Regions from separate parts of the Delphinus delphis genome. Here region 2 is linked to region 1. The links are chromatin contacts, called in public Hi-C maps. All regions are on one chromosome and are shown on one strand. The core of a region is the stretch at or near the end of the contact, and the rest is flanking DNA. Distances in the headings are between cores, read along the strand shown.

Region 1 (4,584 bases), core at 1,263-3,762:
GAGAAAAATAGTTCCCATTTTCAGAATCACATTACATTTCTTGGATGGTAATTAATATTTCTTCAGTCTTACCATATGCAAAGCACAGTTCTGAGTTCTTCATTTAGGTAAGCTTTTATAACCTCCTAACTCAGAGTTGGTGCTATTATTATGCTGTTTACCCATGAGGAAACTGAGGCTTAGCAAGGTTAGGTAACTTGCCCAAGATCTGGTAGCGAATAAACGGCAGAGACAGCCGAAAATCTAGGTCTGTGTGACTCCAAAATCGAAGTTATTAATACTACACTATATTTCACCTATACCTTTACAACTCTGACACAGCTAAATTTTCCAGATGGCTAATATCCTCCCCATGGTAGACATTAAATTTCATGTAGTTACCCCAAATAGAGAACTGTGTTCTGTCAAGTCCTACTAAGATAAAAGTTCAGTCTAAGGAAACTCCTTTTCACAGACATTCCTTGTTCTAGACCTGAGATTGTATCTTTATGCGACTTTAGGTTGCAGTATGTTCCCAACACCCACTTTTTAAGTGTTTTGCTCAGCCACCTGTATGCTTTCTCTACACTTCTCCAAAGTGGAGGAAAGGAAAGAAAAATTTTTCTGAGATTAATAGAGGGCTCCAGATTTGGGGGATAATATGTTTGAATCAGCAGCCCATTGAGCAGGTTTGGCCTCTAATTGATTACAACTCCCTCTGAATCACTACTCCAAGAAGAATGAAGGTGCTTTTTTTTTTTTTTTTTTGTGCGGTACGTGGCCTTCTTACTGTTGTGGCCTCTCCCGTTGCGGAGCACAGGCTCCGGACGCGCAGGCTCAGCGGCCATGGCTCACGGGCCCAGCCGCTCCGCGGCATGTGGGATCTTCCCGGACCGGGGCACGAGCCCGCGTTCCCTGTATTGGCAGGCGGACTCTCAACCACTGCGCCAGCAGGGAAGTCCAAGGTCCAGGCTTTTTGATTCTTCCTTCTATCCCTCATTCAGCTTGGTTGTTAGGATTATGTTAACCAAGCAAAGAAAGTTGGGCAGGAAGGAATTGAACCAATTAGTTCAACCACCTCCTTTTCAGAGAGATAACTGAGTTCCAGGAGAGTGATTTACTGAAGCTCATGTATATAAATCTGTGCTGTCTCATCACCCAAGACTCTACAGTAGTTATCAAGTAAATGGCACACCTGACAGCTGATGAAAATTTCTGGACTGGGTTTAAGTGTGAGGAAGAAGAGGGCCTAGCAATTAAGAAAAACTCTGAAGGCACATATCTTGGATCCCAGTCCTGTCTCTATTTATTATTAGCTGTGCTCTCTTGGGCAAGTTACTTCTCTGTGACTCAGTTTCTTTGGTTGAGGGTGGTAACAGTACCACCCTCATGTGGTTGGTGTGGGGATTAAATGATTTATTACACTTCTAACGCAGCCATTAAAGCATGCGGCTGAACTCTCATTAACCATTAGTTATTTCCACCAAAAATTTCACACGCTTAACTCCTTGGATTTTGAGCTCTTCTGATACTCTCCTCCAGCGTTCCTCCTCGTCTGAAATCTTCTCCACAAAGTCGACGCTTGCATTTTCAAGGAACTCAAATGGCTTATTTTCACGGGGTTTCGACAAATAGATGTGACATACACATAACACACACACCACCTCACACCGAAGGTACGTGGAAACAGCACAATGGAAGAGTCTGGGGGAGCTGGCGACTCAGGGGTGACGAGTTGCTGAAAGAGCCTTCGTTCTGAGGAAGACGGCAGAGGCCGGGCAGTTAAGGACACACACACACACACACACACACACACACACACACACGCGCGCGCGCGCGCGCCGCAGGCACAGGTGAGAACTGCCTCCCTCCCTGGGGCGGGCGCCATCGCGGCGTCGAACTGGACCGGTCGCAGCCCGCCAGGCCCAGGTGGGCTTGAGGGTGACCGAAAGGCACACACAGCCGGAACTGAACTCAAGTTTGCGCTTTTCCACAGCAATCCTTTAGACAAAGGGACTTCTTATCTAGGTCACTTTTTTGGTTTGTTGCCCTCCTCCTCCCGGCCCCCAGCTTTGTTCCCAATTTCCCCCAGCGTTGGCTCGACGGCGCCCCGCACGTCGCCCGTTCGTCTGGCAGCCAACCCGTTCCCCTTTGTCGTCCACCGCTCCTTCTAGAGAGAGGTGGGCTGGCCGCCGACCTCGGGCAGGGAGGAGGAATAAGGGGATGAGGAGGCGGAGATCCCCCCCCCGCTGGCACCGAAGAGCGATCCCCGCGAGCCGCCCGCCCACTGTGGCCAGACAGCCCCTAGTCCCCCGGGCCGGGGCCTGGGATGGAGGCGGGGCGCTGCCTGCGCCTTCTGATTGGCTGCGGGCGTCGGGGCGCCGCTCCGCGATTGGGCCGCGGGGCTGTCTGGCGCGAGGGCGCGCGAGGTGGGGAGGGGGCGGTTGGAAGCTGCTGGAAGTCAGGGGGCGGGGCGGGCGCGGGCGGTCGGGGGTGCGGGCGGGGACGCGGGACGCGGGGACGCGGGGGCGCGGGGGCGCGGTGGGGGCGTGGGGGCGCGGAAGGAGGGCCGAGCGGGTCACCGCCCCCGGCCCCTCCCCGGCCCCGCCCCGCGCGCTCCGACCGCGGGCGGCCAGGGGGCAGGCGCGCCGGTCGCTTCCCCGTCCTCGGCGTCGCCCGGCTCAGTCGCGGGCGAGCGGCGCGGGCGGCCGGAGCGCCAGGCAGGCCATGGCCACCACCAGCACCACGGGCTCCACCCTTCTGCAGCCCCTCAGCAACGCCGTGCAGCTGCCCATCGACCAGGTACCCGAGGCGGCCCCGCTGGCACCGCGCCCTCGCCGCCCCCTCCGCGGCCGTGTGCCATCCGCGCGGAAGCCGGGACCCGGGACCCGGGGCGCGGGCTGGGGCGGGGGCGAAAGGAGGAGGCGACCCGCTTGTTATTGTCCGCTCGCTGCCTGGCGCCCGCTGTCCCCCCGCCCCCAGCTGCCCACCCAGCCCCCACCCCGCCCGGGCAGCCCGCGGGGGCTCCGGGCACCGACGTGCGCGCGTGCATGCTTGGCCCTGCTCCCTGCCACAGCAGCGCCCGACCCGGGGCGTGCGTGCACCGCGTAGTCGGCGATCGGAGTCCTGAAGCCGCTTCCAGTGCGTGTGGGCACGGGTGTAGACAGTGCGTGGAAAGGCTGTGCTTTGGGGGAGCCGGGGTGTCTGTGCCCTGCGCGCGTGGCACCCGATACTCCACGGGGAAAGGATGGACGTGCCTAGGTGGACGGTGCGCTGGACACGACGTGTGTGGCGTGGAGGAGGCCAGCTCCGGGGTCGGCGACCGGCTCTTTGGGACAGTTTGCGTGGAAGTGCGGCGTATTCAAGAGAGAGAGGCAACAGTTTGGGGCAAGGCAGGCAGGGGTTAGGAAGAAAAGGCAAACTGAGTTAATGATCCCAGGGTGTCTAGCGGAGAAAGTGGCAACCTTGTAGATGGAAACACCTCTTCCCCCGCCCCCCCCCCAAAAAGCATTTGACACAGTGTAGGGAAGAGTGACATCTAATTCCTCACTTTGAGTTTGCATGAAGGGCCTAAGGGTTACTGAGATATAAACAGGATTGTGTGGGAAAAGCAGCGCCATTTTTATTCAGAAAAGAAAGTTTGGGAGTATTTGTCAGAGTGACATTTAGGGTAGTTGGTGGGGCAGAGATAATTGCTTTAGCCCCAGGCTAGAGGTAGTTCACTGAAAATTTTGCTTAAAATTATTTCAAGTGGACTTGATCTAGAAGTGTTTGCACTTTCCAAGGGATCCGGGTTCACTGTCCGCCCGAATGTGTTGCTGTCATTGATGTCATCAGGGATTTCATTTATAATACTGGATTCCTCTGTGTCCAGACTCCGTTTCATAGCAGCAAGGTGGGAAATGACCCCTGTGTCTAACGTTATGACACTAAGTGCTTTGTGCTTCAGTGTTTTAAAAAGTTAAATAGAAGTATGTTCAATGAGTATAAAAAAATTCTACCTCTGTTCAGATCTGAATTCCTTACTTATAGTTCAGTAATAGCTGTTGGTTCTTAGTAAATACCTATCCCCCATACATCTTGAACTACAGTTATAATGTGAATCTTGCTAATAGATTCAAGTGCCACTAGTGAAATTAATCGCATACTATAAGAAAGTAGTCTTCTCTGTTTACTAGTAAACTGATCAGAACTTACGGTTTTTCGTCTTCTCAGCCCTGTGGAGAATTCTCACTTTTCTGAAGTGAAGCACAGTGTATGGCCTTTTAGTGTATTACAACCCTCCTTGACTTAAGTAGGTTGCTGCCAAGGTATCAGCAAATGCAGGGTAGGTATCTGTTTAAAAATTGTTTTGCCAATGAGAGCAAGAGAGATAGGCCTATAGCTTTTCACTTATCTTAGGGAACAGGATTATGCTCTCTTTCTCCCTCTTCCTCTCTGTTTCATTTTCTCTCTCCCTATCACGATGAAATATTTTCTCTACTGCGCTCATGGCTTCTAATTTATATAATGCCTGTGACTTTAAAAGTGATTTAATATAATAAACTCATTTAAAAATCTCAGCAATCCGGAGCAGGTTCTTTTTAGTGCTGACATAAGCAGGAG
Region 2 (4,584 bases), core at 1,308-3,807, 130 kb after region 1:
AGAAAGCCCGTCAACATCCCAGGGGAAGAGCAAATCTCTCGGAGAGTAGCTCAGAAGGTCAAGAAACTCAGAGACAAGGTTTAACGTAGACACAACTTTCTCTAGAGACAACTTTCTTGGAAGAAGAGTAATCCAGATTTTCCCCAGTACTAGGAATCCTGGGAACAAATTTAACCATTGTGGGATGAGAGTGCAGCTTTTTCACACATGGTAACCCAGAGGTGTCAGGAAGTGTAGGAAGTCTCATCTCATTTTTAATATTTTTGCCCAGGGATTCTTAACCACTTTTGTGTTCTAGTCCTTTTTGGCAGACAGGTAAGACCTACAACTGCCTTCTCAGAATGTGTTTAAATAGATAAAAATAAAATCAATATGATTACAAAAGACACCAATAATATTGAAATGCACTCATTAAAATATTTTAAAAACACCCCCCACCCCCAAAATAACAAGAACAAAAAAGAAAGCCTTTCAGATGCCTTGCTGATGATTCAGATGGTTCCTTATGACGAGAGCACTGGCTCCCACGCTGGGGCCATAGATCCCTGTGAAACCACAGATTCCAATTCCCATGTTGCTTTCACAACCAGTGGCTACTAAAAGGCCACCTGCTATACTGTGTAGGTCCTCAAAAACCTGCTTGACACTGAAAAGGGATACTCATATCTGCTATCACCGATTTGGACACAGTGGGACAAGAACCACGTCTGAGAATGATGTTTCGTTGGAATCAGCTGGGAAGATATTTTAAAAATCCCCAACAAGAGTCGAGTTTTGATTTTTAAAAAGATCTACAGATGATTTTGATGTGCCAACTTTGGGCACCATTGAAAAGCATCTGAAATGGATCACTCCGGCAACTCATGGAAAAAGCCAACAAGGGGCCAGCGTGCGGCTCCATCAGATGTTGGTGTGGCACGCGTGCACAACGAGAGGACACCCCAAAGCGTGTGACGAAGACGTAAACGGTGCTCTTTCTTCCTTAAAGGCTTTCCAAGGCCACACACTGCTCTAAACAGGGCGAGGGAAGCTGGTGTGGAGTAAGAAGTGAACCTTATAGTTGGGGAAAGACATGGAAACCGGTTAAATATGCTTTAACACATACTTTTGGAATACCTGCTGTGCCCCAGGACTGTGGAGTAAGAAGGTGAATACAGACGATGAACCCTGGTTGAGGTCATGCAGAAAGCTACACAAGAGGGGACTGCTTAGGCTGCCTCTTAAAAGACAAATAGAATTCATCTTTTGGACTCATCTGGACAAGAGGCAGGACAGAATATCCAGGGGAGAGGGAACAACACTTTGGAAACAAAATGGAGATGACAAAGAGCATATGGCCCAATGTTCCGGGAACTGAACTTGCCAGCCTAGGGTGGGGGCAGGATGGGAGGAGAGCGGTGGACAGTACAATGGCAAGAAGTCTGGCAGGGGCCAGCTCCAGAGGAGACTTGCCTGTTAAGTACTATTTGGGAATCTGTTCTATGGAAATGAAAGGCTGCTGAGGAGTTTAATCAAAGAAGTGACATGATCCCCAGTCTCCTGGGGAGACGGTTAGTGGGGCACCAGCAGAGGCAGGGAGGGTAGTTGGGGGCTTTTGATATGTAGTCCTGGTGGGGAGCTTCTGAAGCCTTTAAGCAGCTCAGGGGTGATGAAAGCGGCTGCAATCAGGCGGTGTGGGCTGATTGGATGACATTAGGCAGGGGCGGAGGAGGAGGTGCATGACTTCCCAATTCCTGCCTCGGTGGATGGGGGCAGGAGTCAGGTCCCCCGACAGTGTCAGAACAGGAGGATCACACCAGGTCGGGGGTGGGGTGGGGTGACGAGTCCAGCTTTGAGCTGAATTCTGGAAACATTAACCAATTTGAAGGGAGGTGAAATCTGAGAGGAGCAGCTAGAGAAATGGGAGGAAAACGAGGAGAATCAGAGTCACAGAAGCCGAGGGAGGGGAACATTTCCAGGAGGGAGTCGCGAGGGAAACTGTGAGTGGAAAAGTGGTCAATCACATTTGGCCGCCAGCAGGTCAGAGGTTCCTTCTGCAGAGATCCGGGTAAGGACGGTCTGCCGGGCTGCAGAGGGGGGAATGAGGAAGCGGGGGAGGCGGTGGGCTCTCTGGGCCGGGAGATTAGATCCCACAGGTGTTCTGGGTTCAGGAGGACGGGATTTCAGCTAGCCTCCCTTCGCAATATGTTTGCAGAGTCGTTTGAAGTTATAATTGCGGTTTATTTCTCTGCATAAGCTTTGATGATAATGGTGAACTGGGATAAGAAACTCGCCATAATATGAAGAGTGACACTGAAGATGAAGAAAATATTGCCTGGGGCGCTTGCCAAAATACGCCAAAATTTGGAGGCCAGAGAGAATGTGCCGAGGGAGGCAGGGCTGGGTGACTCGCTTCCCTCGCCCCAGCCCGCCTACCCCGCTTCGCTCCAGCCGGCGCCGGCAGCCCCACCCAGCCCCGCCTCCTTCGGGCTCCGCAGACAGACACGGGGCGTGGCCACCCTCAGCCCCGCCCCTCAGCCAGGGTCACGTGATCTGTCAGTTTGCGGAGACTGGGGGGAAAAAATGGCTGCCGGCTACGGTGAGGGCGACGCGCTGAAAGCCGCGGTCTCTCCCTTTCTAGTCTTCTGACAGCGCCTGCGGCAAAGCGGGCCCTTTCCGCCGGAGCTGTGGAAGCCGTCCTGGGGCCAGGTTCTGAGACGGTCAGTGTGGTGGTCGGCAGGGAGGGGCCGTGGTGGGGTGTGTAGGGGGCCGAGGCAGAGCGAGGACGGAGCGGAGGAAGGGTGAGGCCGGGTGTGGGGAAGGGGCCGTGGCCGGGTGAGGGGGCCGCGAGGCCGAGTGCGTGTGCGGGGTCGAGGGAGGGGAGGGAGGGGGCGGTGCGGGGCCACGGTGCGGGGGGGCCGGTGTCCGGCTTTCGGGGCGGGTCCGCGCTTGCTGGGGCGCCGGGAAGGTCTTGGACTTGCTGTCGCAGGTGGTCAGCCTTTTGGGGGGGGTGAGATGGGGGATGCTAGTGAAACAAGTGTCTTTTGGTTATTTTTTCGGAGCAGCCGCAGGCACACCCACCACCTCGAGAACCCCCTTAGCTGGTACCGCTAGGGCAGGCGTTCGAGGTTTCTTTCCTTGGGCTTACACGGAGGAGGTGGTTGGTTTTTCTCCCTTTGCTTTCATATTGGGCTCCATTACTCCATTGTCCTGTGCAGGCCGTTATATCAGCAAAATGTCAGCAAGCCATCGATTACGACGCTTCCTTGATTTATTTATAGGGAAGCGATTTGTCAGCCAGTAACGTTGGATTATTTTTCTTTAAAATTGTTTTGACACATAGTAAGGTTTAAACCAATGAAGAATATTTTATTAATAACTATTTATGGAGCTATCTTTGCTAGCCGCTAGGGGGCAGTGGTTAAAAATGTAGCTTTCTTAGCCTTACCCTCAGAATTCCCATTCAGCCGGCCTGGGGTGTGGCTCAGGAATCACCCCTTCAGATAGGTGACTGTGATACGTTCTGTCACCGTCTCCACTTTGACAGCACTGAAGATCAGCCATCTAAAGTTTTTTAAAGCCCCCTAGGAGACCTGATGCAGAGCCAAGGGTGAGAAATGCAGCGGCAAGGTTGTGTTCTTTGTTCTCTAGCTTTGCTAGCCTGGAAACTTTCATCAGAATCATTTCGGGGTGCTTGTTAAAATGTCAGTTTCTGCGCCCCAGGTCTACTGAATAGGATTCTCTGGGGGAGAAGCCCAAGGAATTTGTGTATTGACAAGCTTCCTGAGTAACTTTGATGCACACAAGTATGAGGGTCTTTGTTTTACACTCTGTGTGAGTGATTTGCAGATCTGTTCTTCCCCAAACTGGGTGGATTCTCCAACCCAGGTTTTTTCGAGTACCTCACATTCAGCATGCAGGAGTGGTGGGGAAGGAGGGGATACTAACCAAACAGAGGAAAGTCCTGACCTTCTCCAGACTCCACTTTTTTTTTGTTAGTGGCACCATCATCCTCTCATCACCTATGCTTGGTATCTAGTCATCTTTGCCAGTTCTTTCATGTCTGGTCACATATTTTTTAAAATTTCTACATTCAGAATCTCTCTTCTGGATATTTTGGTAGGTCAAAGGGTCCAATATGGGGGATTTTATACTGTTCAAGTTCATCTCTCTCATTTCTTCTGCATCCCTACCGCCTGTCCCCTCTCCTGTGGGTTGTCTGACTGGTATCCAGGGGTCCGATTCTGGGCCGCATTCACTGCTGGGGGAAGTTTTCCTAGGATCATGTGAGTGTGCCATCCCCCTCTTCCTGCTTTTGCTCAGTTTCTCTGCCACTGTGTTAGTCAGGGCTGTTTAGAAGGCGAGGGACAGAGATTTACTCTTTTACCTCAGGGAAAAGGAGATTTGCAGGACTGACTGAGAATCGGAAAGAAATCGGGATCTAAGGCAGCTCCACCTTCTGTAGATCTCTCAGGGGCCACATTTGTTTTCTCAGTTATGAGGAGTGTTCTCTGTTCACATCGTTGGATCCTCTCTCTGCTGACTGGCTGCCTCAAAACTGTATCATTTTGTTCATGGTCTGCAATGACTGGGTCTCTGGTTTCT

What was found. Hi-C and Micro-C count contacts between places; a contact is called where the count stands out from the background.
Region 2: a contact with region 1 is called in a Hi-C map of lung, with 4 times the contacts expected there. The contact joins the promoter of KIDINS220 here to the promoter of MBOAT2 in region 1. A contact is called at or near these places in 2 of 3 Hi-C or Micro-C datasets (lung and muscle).

Annotation. Positions count from the first base shown.
Region 1 is chr12:83,845,366-83,849,949 of mDelDel1.2, forward strand. It overlaps MBOAT2 (membrane bound O-acyltransferase domain containing 2), which reads left to right and starts at 2,513. Exons shown (of 13, transcript XM_060027132.1): 1 at 2,513-2,781. The coding sequence starts at 2,707.
Region 2 is chr12:83,974,498-83,979,081 of mDelDel1.2, forward strand. KIDINS220 (kinase D interacting substrate 220) reads left to right here and starts at 2,558. Exons shown (of 29, transcript XM_060027143.1): 1 at 2,558-2,699.